Linked DNA regions of Rattus norvegicus: region 2 is linked to region 1. A link is a contact called in public Hi-C data. All regions are on one chromosome and are shown on one strand. The core of a region is the stretch at or near the end of the contact, and the rest is flanking DNA. Distances in the headings are between cores, read along the strand shown. Region 1 holds the start of Fyb2 (FYN binding protein 2). Region 2 holds the start of Prkaa2 (protein kinase AMP-activated catalytic subunit alpha 2).

Region 1 (3,625 bases), core at 453-2,952:
AATTAATTTGAAAATTATACAATATATTTTGTTATAGTCTTTCCCCTCCCCCACTCCTCCCAGATCTTGCCATTCCTACTCACCCAACATCATATTCTTTCTCTCTCTTAAAACAAAAATCAGCCTAGATGTCCATCAATACACGAACTGGTAATGAAATGGGGAGCACATACATGGTGGAATTGCATTCAGTTGTAAAGCAAAACCAAGTTATAAAATTCATATAATCCAGGCTTAGAAAGAAAAAATACCATCTCCTTGTTCATATGCAGATCCTAGCTTCTAAACATTAGCTACAGTAGACAGTAGGAAGTACAGAAAAGCCAGGAAAGTCCAAAGGAGCCCAACGGATGGAGGAGGAGGCCAAGCCTTTTATCTACTGGAAAGATAATTCCCTCACCCAAGTTTTATGTAGGTTCCTAGTATACACTAGAACTCACCACTCTAACTAGTTCAGGGCCAAACCAGATAACCTCTAGGAGCCTCTGGATCTAGGTGGGTTGTTGGGTAACCCTGAAGCCCTGCTTAACACTCTGCCATGTAGGCTGTCCTGACGCCACCAGGGGGAGCCCTTGCGTTGGGACCATGGGGATGTTGGCGGCCCAAAGGCCCCTGAGGCTCAGAGCTGTGAAGTATACCTGGATATAGAGGACCAGAGCGCTGAGCAAATGACCCTTGGCCTTGAGGAAAGACAGCAAACATGGCAGTGAGCAGCGCTGAGCAAAACGAAAGTCCTGCAGTCGGTTACCTCTTAGGGGATAAACAAGCGGGTACTTCCTTCCTACTCTCCTCCTGTCAAGACAGGGGAATCGTGTTTTTAAGACTTTGAAAGCCAAGGCATGGTGATCAATGCCTTAAATCATGGCACTAGGGAGGCATAGGGAAGTGGATCTCTATAAGTTTGAGGCCAACCTGGTCTACACAGTGAGTCCAAGGTAGCCGGAGCAATATAGAGAGAAAACAACAATAATGATTTGCTCGGAGGCCATTCCAAGTTAAATATGCAAGTCTGAAGGTAGCCTAAGTGGGAAACTCTGCACCAAACAAACAAACACAAACAGATTTTTCCCCCACAAAAAAAAAAAAAAAAAAAAAAAAAAAACCTAATAAAACTCAGCAGACTATATATAAATCAAAGCACAGGTCATTCACCTTGCCCACCTCCAATCCCCATGACAGTTGGGAGATCCGCCCCTCCCCAAATCTAGGAACTGAAGTTTGGGTTTCCAGCCAGGACCGGCTCTGGAAGGAAATGGCAAAGAAATCAGAACCGAAAGTCATCATTAGTCAATCAGAGCCTCTTTCCTTCAGCATCCTACCAGAGTCACTCCAAGCTAGATAAAGGCATCTCCTCTAAGCTCCAGTTCCTGCCCTGCTAAAAGGAGGACAGTTGGATATGCCAGGGCTACTTGTAAGAGTTAAAGGGATCCATGCATTCAAACACTGGGGACCATACCTGTCTTTAAAACAGGTATAACAAGTATAATTTATTTCATCGTCCTCTCACACCCCCATCAAACGCACCTGCCCGATTAGCCACACTTCAGAGTTTTCTTTTCTTGGGGCCCTGAGCAGCTTTTGTGAAATTAAGTAGCCACCAGCAGGGGCGGAGTTGGGCGAGGGTATCACTAAAGGAGATCACAGTGTCCTGAGCTTTTCAATCTAACTTTAGTGATAAGATGTACTCAGCTCCCAGAAACTCCCCCGGATGGGATGTGATGGGAGAGGACCCGACGCAGACACAAAGTGAAACCCTTGCAGAGGGAGTGATGACAAGGAAACCTTGGGAGCAGCGGGCAAAGCCTTCTGCCCACACACCTCCCCCTACCCCTATGCAGCAGGTCCAACTGGGAGGATGGAGGCCCGCCCACTCCCAGCCCTGAGGGAGGGAGGAGCCACTGCCCAGGTGGAGCAGGTGGAGAGTCCCGGTTCCAGCCTGTCCCGGACAGGGGAAGTGACTGCACGCTGGCGGGCGGAGGAGGGAGCGTTGTTGGCCCCAAGATCCAGCTCTGGGAAGCTGGCATTGTCTCCCAGTCGGAGCCTCGGAGGACCACAATGGAAGAGGTAAGGCACCCGCTTGCGTGTGGACTGTCACCTTGCGAACTTTAGTTCCTTCCAAAGGAGAAAGTCCTAGGGAAAGAGCTGCCCCGTGTGCCCTGGGCCGAACAAACAGGTATCCTGATGAAACTGGCATGCTGGCCTTGCTCAGGAGTCCCGTGTCCTGTGTCTCTACAGAACCGGAGGCACTCTGTCTATAACCCAAGCCACAGTTCAAGTGCCTGTCACTTCATTGTTGACTTTCTTTCTCTGTCCTCTGCGGTGGCAGATGGGTATCCAAGTTCAAGGACAGAGCATGACTGTGGGAAAAGGTGGTAAGTGGTATGCCCTGTGGCATTTTTACATCGCTCTTCCCTATGAACTCTGTGGTCTGGGACGAAAGTGCTAGTGCCCTTGAGCCTTAGGGAATCTCCCTTCTCTGAGACTGAAGGTGCATGAAAAAAGTTGAGCCGAGGCGTGTGAAGGCTCCAGAGGCAGAGGCTGGAGTGTTGAAAGGCTAAAACCAGTCAGAGTCACACAGGGGGACCCTGGAGGTTTTTGGTTTTGACAAAAGCAACACGAGGTTTTGAACGACTTTGAATGGCTGAATGCTATTGGCATATTTAGAGATTTTGCCTGGCTAACCCCATCGTCTCAAATCCTTGCCCTGCTGTTCTGTTAGTGGCTTTCATTCTGCAGAAGCATATAAAGATGTTGTGCTGTGTCTCTATTAAATATTTGGAAGAAAGTTATTTACTCCTGAAATTGCATCACTTCCCACCCAGATGTTTGGTTTACAGTTAGAATGGTGGACCATTCATCTGTGGCTGGGCAAGGACAGCTCCGGAGTTTTAAAGGGACTCTTGTATTTCTGCCAACACTTGTATCTCTGGCAGTTCACATCACTCAGTTGAGCTTTGGAGAAGGGGAGCCAAGGATGCCAGTTCCAGCCCACTTGTGGCGCTACCATGTTTAGAAACTCATTCTTTTACTGGGGTGGGGGAAATTGTTTTTATTTAGAAAAGGTCTTACTTTACAACCCAGACTGGCCTCAACCTTTCAAATGCTTGAATTACAGGCATGTGTCACCATGCCATCTTCTATTGGTCAACTTTTGGGACCTTCTTCCATGCTGGCCACCTGCCAGGCTGAACTGATCCATGTGGATTCAGGAAAAAAAAAAGAGAAGACAATTTACATTCTGCCCTCTCTGGCTAACCAGGATCTGAACTGCCCACCACTATGTCTGCTTATCAACCTGATAGGACAAAGACCTGGAGGTCATTGTCTCCGGGGTTTTTAGGTGAGGAAGCTGAAGGACAGTACGGTACTGCTTCACGGGATGGCACCATCAGTCAGAGCAGGGCTAGGGCCTAGGCTCAGGTTGGCTCCTGGGTGCCAACTCCAAGCCTGGCAGCACGAGCAAGGATTAATTACTCCAGCAGAACGGTCAGAATGTACAAAAAGTACGAAAGGACCTATTTGCTTCCTAGTAACATTGTTTAGGACAAGAAAAAACAGTGCACATCTTCCTCTGCTCAGAAAGATGAGGAAAGACCCCAAAAGAAATATGGGCAGTTTCTCATCT
Region 2 (3,625 bases), core at 807-3,306, 200 kb after region 1:
TGCACGAGCTAATTAGATCTAAGTAACTCTTCATTCAGATTCCCTTCCTAGCTAAGTCTTCTTTGTGTGCATTTGACATAAATAGTAACTATCACACCATACAGTGTTTCTTTAGGGAAGATCAAACAACATCAGGAAAACCCCCAAACAGCTCATTCCACCAGGGTTCTCCAAGAAAAAGATTTTTCTCGTAAATCAAAGGTCCCTTCAGTTCCATTTATACTTTAGGAAGCTGGTGGTTTAGAAGCAAAGAATATAACCAAATAGTTTTAAATTATCCCGTGACAATGGTTTGAGGAATCAGAGTTGGTATTGCACTCTACACCGAGAGTACAATAAATTTTTTTTCAAAAGCAAACAAAAGCATTTAGCAGAACATGAAAGCATAAACGGCTAAGTTATATAACTTACCCTAAATGGCAAAGCAGCCGTTTGCATAACTTTGTACTGCCAATCCAGCAAAGCAGTTCTCAGCAAAGATGGTGTCAACATCACCCATCAAATCTCTGGACCATCTCACGACTATCCACAGTTCTTACAAGATCCCGATTTCATAAGACTTCAAATAACTTTACGAACATTTTAGGTCTTTACAAAAATACCCACTTGGTGAGACCATGTGTGACCACCTTAATATAATCTGCCTAACTAAAGTCCCCATCCTTTCTTCCCCTAGTTGCCTTTCTCAGTAGGAGGGAGCATACATTTTTCACGTGTATTCTGATTGCATTTCCCTCTCGGAAAAGTCCCAAGAAAGCTCAGGTTTTGCTTTCCTAGAACTCTGTTGCCTGGAACAGTAACTCGCATGTGGTAAGAGCATTCAATAAGCAGTGTTTCTCATTGTACAAATGGGTATTAGATAGACCGAGAGGAGTTAATCCTCGCAGGAATGATGAGTCCCTGCCTTCTATTCAAGTCTTCACTGGAGGTTAAAATGTGAAAAATATGCCTTAGCATAAAATTCCCAGACTGCTTACCCACTATTTATTCAACAAAAAAAGCTAACGTTTCACTTTTAATTCTCAACTCGCTACCAAGTATCTTCTTAACAAGAGCTGGTAATCAAACCAAACCCATGTGACTCTTATTAACTAATAAGAAAACAAAGCAAAGTTTAATACTTAACTAGTAAGTGGAGTTGAAATTTCAAAAGCAACCTGTTTTTTTTTCCCCCCAAAACCCACAATTTGCCATCAAACAAACGCCTTGCCTAAGCAAGTCTGACATCTTGGGGACCCAAATTCCATTACCAAGGAACATTTTTCCCAGACCCTGACCCCAGAAGTCTTCCTAGAACCAATTTACACACACCAATCAACCTGCAGAGCTGGGGTTCCCCTAAAGCCTCTGCCCAACCAGCTGCATTCCAGCGTTTTCACACACCCAGCAGAGGGGACTCGCCACCTCTCAGCTCTAGGCATGCCCCTAGTCAACTCCACCATCAAAGGCCTGGGACAGGGAAGAATCTGGGGAAGCCAGGGGCCTTATCGGCAAGGCCAAAATTGGAGGACATTTTAGACCTCACCCTGAATCTGCCAATTCTCTGTGACCTTGGGCGTGCCGCTGAAGCCTCGGAGCTCGCGTTCTCTCACCTTTAAGGTGAGGACCGCACCCTGGCTACGCCACGTAAAGGATTAAGTGAGACCACAGATGCTGCTCCAGGCAGAGCGCTTGGCACCAGTGGGAGACCCACTCCCAATCCGCGGCGCCGTGACTACCCCATCCTCCCCACGCTTCGGGGCCCTTTGGACTGGGCCAGTCGCCCAATTCTGCAGACAAGTGAGCTGACGGGTAGAGAAAAGACAGGGTGCTCGCAGACACCCCCGCCAAGGCACAGCTCAGACCGTGGGTCCCCCTGACCCACGCCCCGGCTGCCGCGCCAGGTGCCTGTGCCCCGGGCTCGCCTGCGAGCGCTCCACCTGCCACCCGGCCCCGCGCCCGCGCCGCTGCACTCACTCTTCACTTTGCCGAAGGTGCCGACGCCCAGGGTGTCCCCCAGCACGTAGTGTCCGATCTTCACACGCCCGTCGTGCTTCTGCTTCTCAGCCATGTTCGGCGCGCGGCCTCCCCGGGCCGCGGGCTCTAAGCGCCGCCGCCGCTGCCGCCGCCGCCACCGCCTACCCACAGTGCAGCGGGCCCGGGGGGCGGGACGGGGACGCCTGGGGCGCGGTAGGGTGAGCGCGGCTCGGCGTGTGTGGACGCGAGCTGGAGGCGCAGAGCCCGAAGCGTCCTGAGGAAAGCCCACGGCGGTGAAGATGGAAGGGATGAGTCTGAGAGCGACCGAGGTGAAAGGAGAATCTGAAGAGAAGTGGGGGTGAGGGGGTGCAGACCATGAGACGTGCCTCAGGACAGCAGGACCAGGCGGGGAGGGCGGCCCTTCCCTAGCCCCTGGCACGCTCCCCCCAGGCAAGGTTTATTTGACTGGGAACGCTCTAGTCCGTACCCTCCTCAGATAGCGACCCCATTGTTTTAGAACTCACGCTTATTTTGTAGTTCCTTGTCACGTTATTGTTAGGTCGAAACCCTGGACAAACTGCCCAAGGAGACGCCTATCATTAACATATCAAAGATGACGCTGGCTGCCAGGTTCTCTCAGCATCCCTCAGTCCCTAACTGGGATAGGGTCCTCCTGCCTGCCATACCTCGACTCCTACCCCGAACTCTCCAGCCCAGGGACTCCAGCCCCTTCCCTCAGGTCCCCTGGTCCCTAGATTATTCAGCCATTTTGGCTGTGCTAATCTCTCAGCCCAGACCACCCACCCCTCTAGGCCTGGCTCCTCTCTTGCTCCCACTCCCCCTCTCTCCTCACATAGCCCTGCTCAGTCTGCCCATGTTCACCCTGGACTCTCCTAAACGTCCCTGCTTCTGCCTGTACGTTCGTTTATCTACAATAAGCCTTCTTCGTTGTGTTAGTTAAGGTTTTTTTTCATTGTGATAAAACACCATAGCCAAAAAACAAGTTGGGGAGGACAGGTATTATTGTTACACTTCCACAGCACTGTTCATCTCTGAAGGAAGTCAGGATGGGAACTCAAACAGTACATGGAACCTGGAGGCAGTCCCGATGCAGAGGCCATGGGGGGTTAGCACCGGGAGGGTGCTGCTTACTGGCTGGCTCATCAGGGCTGGTACAGCCTGGTTTTCTACAGAACCCAGGACCACCAGCCCAAAGATGGCACTACCTACAATGGGCCATTGATCACTAATTAAGAAAATGTCTTACAGCTTACATCTTATGGAGGCATTTTCTCAATTGAGGTTCCCTCCTTTCAAATAACCCTAGCTTGTGTCAATTTGACAAATGACAAACCAGCATATCCACTGTAGCCAGGAGCAATTATGTCCCTCCTTCTATTTCTTTTCTTCATTCAGTTATATAGACAATCGTGTTATAGGGATAAAAGACACCCTCTCCAGGACTCTCGATTCTAACTAATTTAAACAAAATTTCTCAATAAATCACAAACAGAGCCCTAAGTATATTTCAGCACTTGTGTGTGTGTGTGTGTGTGTGTGTGTGTGTGTGTGTGTGTGTGTGTGTGTGTGTGTGTGTGTGACTGGACAAAGGAGAAATACTAATATAGGAAATAATTCACATGTTCAGGTAAATGCAAAACACAGAAGG

Evidence for each region. A called contact is a pair of places that touch in the nucleus more often than the background predicts.
Region 2: a Hi-C map of liver shows a contact between it and region 1, with 4 times the contacts expected there. The contact joins the promoter of Prkaa2 here to the promoter of Fyb2 in region 1. A contact is called at or near these places in 6 of 12 Hi-C or Micro-C datasets (the A7r5 cell line, hepatocytes, kidney and 2 more).

The regions. Positions count from the first base shown.
Region 1 is chr5:124,904,303-124,907,927 of GRCr8, forward strand. Fyb2 (FYN binding protein 2) reads left to right here and starts at 1,703. Exons shown (of 20, transcript XM_063261317.1): 1 at 1,703-2,064. The coding sequence starts at 2,056.
Region 2 is chr5:125,106,268-125,109,892 of GRCr8, forward strand. It overlaps Prkaa2 (protein kinase AMP-activated catalytic subunit alpha 2), which reads right to left and starts at 2,057. Exons shown (of 9, transcript NM_023991.1): 1 at 1,957-2,057. The coding sequence starts at 2,050.